Linked DNA regions of Mus musculus: region 1 is linked to region 2. A link is a contact called in public promoter capture Hi-C data. All regions are on one chromosome and are shown on one strand. The core of a region is the stretch at or near the end of the contact, and the rest is flanking DNA. Distances in the headings are between cores, read along the strand shown.

The links. Promoter capture Hi-C pulls out the DNA fragments that hold promoters and counts their contacts.
Region 1: a contact with region 2 is called in a promoter capture Hi-C map of embryonic stem cells, with 2.7 times the contacts expected there. The contact joins the promoter of Tox2 here to the promoter of Chd6 in region 2. A contact is called at or near these places in 1 of 39 promoter capture datasets (embryonic stem cells) and 1 of 115 datasets of contacts at active chromatin or transcription factors (astrocytes).

What each region holds. Positions count from the first base shown.
Region 1 is chr2:163,201,748-163,204,853 of GRCm38.p6, forward strand. It overlaps Tox2 (TOX high mobility group box family member 2), which reads left to right and starts at 1,380. Exons shown (of 9, transcript NM_001372575.1): 1 at 1,380-1,515. The coding sequence starts at 1,417.
Region 2 is chr2:161,107,608-161,110,993 of GRCm38.p6, forward strand. Chd6 (chromodomain helicase DNA binding protein 6) reads right to left here and starts at 1,479. Exons shown (of 37, transcript NM_173368.3): 1 at 1,382-1,479.

The DNA.
Region 1 (3,106 bases), core at 130-2,629, 2.1 Mb after region 2:
ATTAAGATTTATTACAAAGCTGAAGTAGTCCAGTGGGCTAATGGCACAAGGAGAGAAAAGTAAACAGGACAGACAGACAGCACAGAAGCCATCCACGTGCACATGAAATACTCAATTCAATGCAGAGAAGTGTGTGTGTGTGTGTGTGTGTTTCAGTGACTATTGCTAGGTTAGTTGGGTAGCCAGATCTGGGAGAGACAGGGGGGGTGGGGGGGGGGAGGAGAGAGGCTTGTCGGAAATTCCTTTTTGATAAGGCTGAGCCTGGTGTTTCTAGAAACAATGACTGACGTTTATTTAGAAGCTCTTTCCTTTCTGGGTTGTAATTTCCCTCTGTTGTTCTCCAGCCTTCGCTGGAAGACCAGTTCCCACACTGCTCTTGAGGTGCCTGGATTTCATGGTTGCTGCGGTCCTCGCTCCCGGCCAGGAAGCAAGTCCAAGAAGCAGTTATGGAGCCTGAGCTAGTTTCAAGCTGTCTCCTAAGTGGGCAAGAGGCTCACGCTCTTTTCTCCAGTTGTTCTTCCCAGGCAGGCTTCGAAAGTATTCCAGAACCTGGAACCCAGGAACTGGATGGGGGTGGGGTGAGCAGCAGACAGCCCCTGATGGTTCTTCCAGCTAGCAAGTGTCTGTGGAACAAGGGTGCTGTTACAGATGGACGGACGACAAGGGGCAGATTCACACTGCTTCTCTGGGGTTCCGAAAAGCTCTGGATGGTGGCTAAGTGTACGCTAAGTGTACGGGGCTTCTGAGCCTTCCCGTCCTTACCAGTAAGGGGGAGGGGACTTTCCACAGTCTTCATCCAAGCGCTTTCACTTCTGCATGCTCTCCCTTTCTGGTGCCTCGATTTCCTCATATATAAAATAAACCTTTATGCACGTTGCCCCCTCCCCCCGTCCCTCTCTGAATAACTCAGATGAGCTTGAGGTGTGTGTGTTGGGAGGCAGGGAACTATTCTAAGACCCATGTAAGGCAAAAGGTAAGATAGTGCCCATCTCCAAATGGATGCTCCTTCAACCACTTCCTACTTGCCCTGCAAGCAGGGTGGGGATTGACACTGTCCCCAATATTTGGGGCTGGGAATGTCCCATTTCTGGACAGGGGTGGCCTAGAGATTTCTCTCTTCTTGGTGACAAAAGGCGGGACAGGAACGGTCCACTTGGACTGGCAACTAACTCTAGGGGCGGAGGGTTGGGCGGAGACCAAGGCGACCAGGGGGCCCCCCTTGCCCTCGGCGGCTCCCGAGGCCGGAACAATAGCGCTTGCGGGCGGGGCGGGGGAGGGCGTGGCGGGAGGGCGTAGCTCCCCTCCGGGCACCGCCCCCGGCCCGCCCCCCGCGCTCGCACACGGGCTCGCATAGGGCTCCCACGGCTGCCCGCCCAGGCACTGCCCGCGGGAGCCGCCGCCGCCGCCGCGCCCGCCATGGACGTCCGCCTGTATCCCTCGGCGCCCGCGGTAGGTGCGCGGCCCGGGGCCGAGCCGGCCGGCCTGGCACACCTGGACTACTACCACTGCGGCAAGGTAGGCGGCAAGGTAGGCTGGGGGCCCGAGTGTCCCGGGCTGGAGCGTGGGGGGCAGGAGTAATCTCGTGGCTGCGGACGTAGGCACTCTGGGGGCGCACACGGGGACACGCACACAACATCTTGGACGACGGGCACGTGCCACTCACACCGCTACCCTCGCGGTCGGTCACACATGCTGGGAGTTGTAGATCACGGGCAGAAGTCAGCCCGACAGCTTCCCGTAAGACGACACAGTGACACACTCACCCACGCTTCGCATTCATTCACAAGCCGACGCGCAGCGACTCTCTGTCACCCAGCCAGGCGGCACCACACACAGCCTTCGCCGTCCCACATAAGTCACGGTGCCAGTCATTTATCCTCAACCACACGCAGCCACTCGCCCACGCACAGGGCTACGATAACATACAAGTCACCTCATCTATCTACACTCATACACAACGCTTCCACACAGGTTCGCAGCTGCTGTCACATCCAGTGGCAACGGGGGACAGTCACACAAAGAAGTAGCTCCGACAGTCACAGCTCAGACTCACAATGACCCACAAGTGTACACGTTCGGTCACGCAGATCCATCCCCTGGAGGAGAAGCCCCAGCTACAAATCGCCCTGACGGCCACCTAGTCACACCCGGACACACCCAGGGACAGTCACAGGCTCCAGCACCCTCCACTGCTCGCCCCCACCCCTCGGTTGTCCACACTCGCGCGTCGGGGTTTTAACTTCTCGGCGCTGAGCATTAATTGGGCCGTTTACTAATTGGCCGTCACTACCCCGTGGCGCCTCTGATTTTATGCCGGTGTCGTCCAATCAAGGCCTATCCCTTCCCTGGATTGGGGAGCTAGCGTCCCTCCAGGCTGGAGCCGCAGCGAGGAGGTACACTCTCGCTCCCCGTCCCCACCATTTTTCTAGGTTCTCTGTGCTCAACTCCAGCCAGGGCCCCACAGCGCGGCGCCCCCGGGAGGTAGTGCCTGGATCCCAGGACCAGGGGCATCGGACCCCAGCTCCCCTTTGAGCTCAGCGGGCACGGTCAGGGGCAGCGGCGCTGTCTGAGTCCCCTTCCCTCGCAGGGAAGGGAACTTTGAAACTTAGTTCGGACGCCAGACGGTCGGTGCGTCCCCGGGTCTGTGCGTCGGTCGGGGTCAGGCTGGAGCCGAGCGCGGCTTTTCGTCACTCGGAGCCCGGATTGAACAGCGCGCGTGGGTCTCCGGGCGGTCGGGACGTAGACGCGCGGGCTCCGCGGCGCTGCGTGGTGAGTGCGCGTCGGGTGGCTGGATCCATGACCCTCTGGGGGTCTGTCCCTTCCCTACAGGCTGTCCGCGCAGCCCCTGGCTGCGGGGATGTTGTCGGGATGCTGCAGCAGCCGAGCGTCCGGCCGATCGCTGGGCCTCCGGGGCTGGGCCTCTCTGCAAGTGCATCCTCAGGCCCTAAGGGAGCGGCTGCGGCCGGGAGCCCTCTGCAGTTCGCCCTGGTCCGGGCGGCGCGGGCCACGCAGGCCGGGGCGTCCCGGGGCGGAGGTGGGCGGCGCGCATCTCTCGGAGTGGGGGGGGGGGGGGGGAAGAGCAGATTATCTTTTGTGCGCTGATCCG
Region 2 (3,386 bases), core at 229-2,728:
ACCATAAGCAGATCCCCATGGAGTATGCCAATATGAGGGCCTACTGGCATGGTATTCTTATATACCATTTGGGAAATAATCAAATCCTAGGCAAAATATTTCAGACACTCTTGAAAACTGTCAATATTTAAAATATCTATTTTCTCTGTTCATGGATCTGTTACAGCAGAAATGAACAGTTTCTTGAGGGGTGGCAAAAAAGGCACAAACAAGCCCCGGAGAAAGATGCTCAGAGATGCCAGAGACTCTCTAGAAACCTTGGCCAGATTACTAATGGTCTATAAAGCCTAATTTGGAGAACACGGGCCTACGAGCTCAAAATTGAATTATACTGCCTTATTAGATCCCACACTCGTGAAACCACAGTCATATTAGTCATAACTGAAACTAGGAATACTCTATGTACACAAATATAAAGTGCATGCTTATGCATTTTTAATTGGATCAAATAAAACTGAAGCTGCAAACAAACTCACATTTCAATTATCTCACTAGTGCGGGGATTTCCTAATAACCTCGTTTTAAAACCCAAGGAGCTGCCAACCCCTCTCCACATCTGACAGGCATGGTCCCTGGAAATTTTAGGAAGGACATTCCTCCGTTACTTCTCAACAGAGAAGAGAAATAAATACCCTGAAGGAAACAGATTTTTTTCTTTTTTTTTTTTTCATATTCCCTCTCTCTAATTTCTTTGCAAGCTCTAACATGCAATCTAATAACGCACCAAACTTGGCAGCGGGGTAGCTTGGTGGCTTGGAGTCTTGAGGGCTCAAATTTTCGGGGGCGAGTGCGCGTTAGTGCGTGAGGAGCCGGCCGGAGGGGCGCGCGACCCGGGGACGCGCCGGGGCCCCCGCCCCCTCCCGGAGCAGCAGCCTGGCACCGGCCCACCCTCCTCCACCCCTGCAAACAGACGCAGGACGCGGAGCGGAGCAACTTCTCCGCGGGGGCGGTAGCGGCTGGCGGGCGCGGGGGTGGCCCTCACGCGCCGTGGGCCGCCGGGGTCCCCTGGGAAGCCTTGGCAGGCCCCGCCCCGCCGCAAAGGCCCGCGCTTGGGGTCTGAAGCAGGACCCCAAGCCTGGGCGCGTGGCCCCGCAGTGGCGCTCTCCCAAGGACGGAGGGCGGGCGGCCAGAGCGCGCGGCAGCCGGGAGGGGCGGACGCCAAACCCCTCGCCTCAGGCCTCGGGGCCCTCGGCCTGGCCGAACGCCCGCGGCCGCGCTCGGACCCCTGCCCGGCCGGGCCTCGCGCCGCCGCGGCCCCTCAGCCCCGCTCCATTCATAGGGCAGCCCCATCCCGGCCAGCGGGGCGGAGACAGGGTCCCCGCGGGCAAGCCCAGCTTGTCGGGGCCAGGCAGGAAAATAAAAAGTTAAGAGAAGAACTTACCTAAAATGGCTCCTGCAGCAGCCAAAATACAAACAGCTATTATTTGGTGAAGTTTAGCTCAGACACCCTGCAAGGACACCCTAACCCAGCTTGGGCCCGCCTTCCCTGCCGCGCTATTGGGTTTCGCCTGCCCAAAACACAGGTTCATTGGTCGTGTGGGCTGCCGATCAGACAGAAGCCCGTTTCAAGCTTGCTTGCAGGAGCGAGTGATGGGCTTGCTCCATTGTGCTCGTATTTGCATGGATGTGATCGCAGCGGTGATTGGTCGATGTCGGAGCCGCTCCGCCTCCCAGCCTAGATCTCCCCGCCTTGCAGACAGCGCAGCTCCCGGCCCGCCCCCCCGGAATGAAGCGGCCGGGCCGCGGGGGCGGGGCGGGGCTGGGGTCCCGCAGGCGGAGGGGGCGGGGCGGGGTGCTGCGCTCTGTTTTGCAAGCAGGGGGCGAGGACCTGGGCGCTGGCCCGCGGCTGGGGCTCAACCTGCAGGTGGAGGTCTCGCAGGTAGTGGGCAAGCAAGCTGGAAAACCCGGGATTGGCTCTCCGGAGGTGGGAGAAGATGTACTGGGGTCCCACGACGTGAGCGCCCCGCCGGCGCCCAGATCCTGCAACGCGCACTCGAGGAGAGGTGAAGGTCCCAACGGACAGGAAAAAGAAGATGCTGAGAGGCCGAGGGAAGCGAGGAGCCGGGTCGTCAGTCTCCAGCTGCTTATACTGCAGATCCGCCTGGCTCCCTAGCATACTAGGAACGTCTTCCCAGGGCCCTGCACACCCCGGGAGTTTTCCAGCCCTGAGGATCCTGCAGCGCATTGGATATGCTTCAGTAACATCAGGAGTGGAACCATGGTGTGTTTATTTTCGGGCCTATCTCCACTACCATCCTTGTAGCATCCTCAAGGACAGGGCCTAGCATATGACAGAGATTCAACCAATTGTTGTCTTCCGTAATTCGTTTTTTAGCAGCTAATTTTTAAGTGCCCACTAAATACCTGACATTGATCTGAGACGGAGGATGTAGCGGTCAATAGGACAAAGCCCTTGCACTCACCGAACAGGCAAAGGAAAAGCAATAAATAAAATAAATAAATGAACACAGAGGCAGGTAGTGATAAATGCCATAAAGAAAACAGATGGCGGGAGGAAGGACATCAGACCAGAGATGGGGGAGGAACAATTAGGGCAAGGAGGAATTTAGAGCCTATCCTGCCTAGCTAAATATTCCTCATAGCATCCTCCCTACTCTGGGACCTGGTGATCACTTTTCCTCTTCACTCCTGCCTGTCCCATCTGGAGTGTTTCCCCAGTGAATACTTAAATAAAAGAAGAAGAAAAAAAAGTCCAAAACTGGCTGGACTCTGACTTTAAAAGCTCACTTTATCTTAATTAAAGCAGGAATGATCTGAGTCTGATGACTCCAAGAGCAGTTTGTCAGAATTGTTTAGGATGAGGGTGGTATGAGTGTGTCAAGGGTAATCACAATGTTAACAGAGCCTTCCTGTACTCCCTAAGAGAATATGTTTAGCTTCTTAGAAGTCCTGGTTGTCTTATGTCTTTCAGCCAATGGCCCTAATTCTCTTCTGGGTCCTGCTTCTTGTACTAGCTAGTTTTATGCCAACTTGACACAAACTAGAGTCATCAGAGGAGGGAGCCTTGATCAGACTATAGGTAAGCCAGTAGGGCATATTTTTAAATGATTCATGGGGGAGGGCCCAGCCCATTGTGGGCAGTGCCACTCCTAGGCTGGTGGTCCTGGGATCTATAAGAAAACAAGCTGACCAAGTCATAAGGAGCAAGCTAGTAAGCAGCACCCGTCCATGGCCTCTCTATCAGCCCCTGCCTTCTGATTCCTACCCCTTGTGAGTTCCTGCCCTCTCTGCTTTTGGTGAGAAGTGTTACATGGGGCTGTGAGAAACAAAACCCTTTCCTCCTCAAGTTGCTTTTGATCATGGTGTTTCATCACAGTAACAGTAATCCTAGCTAAGGCACTTCTTCATTTCTTGGACTACCCCAG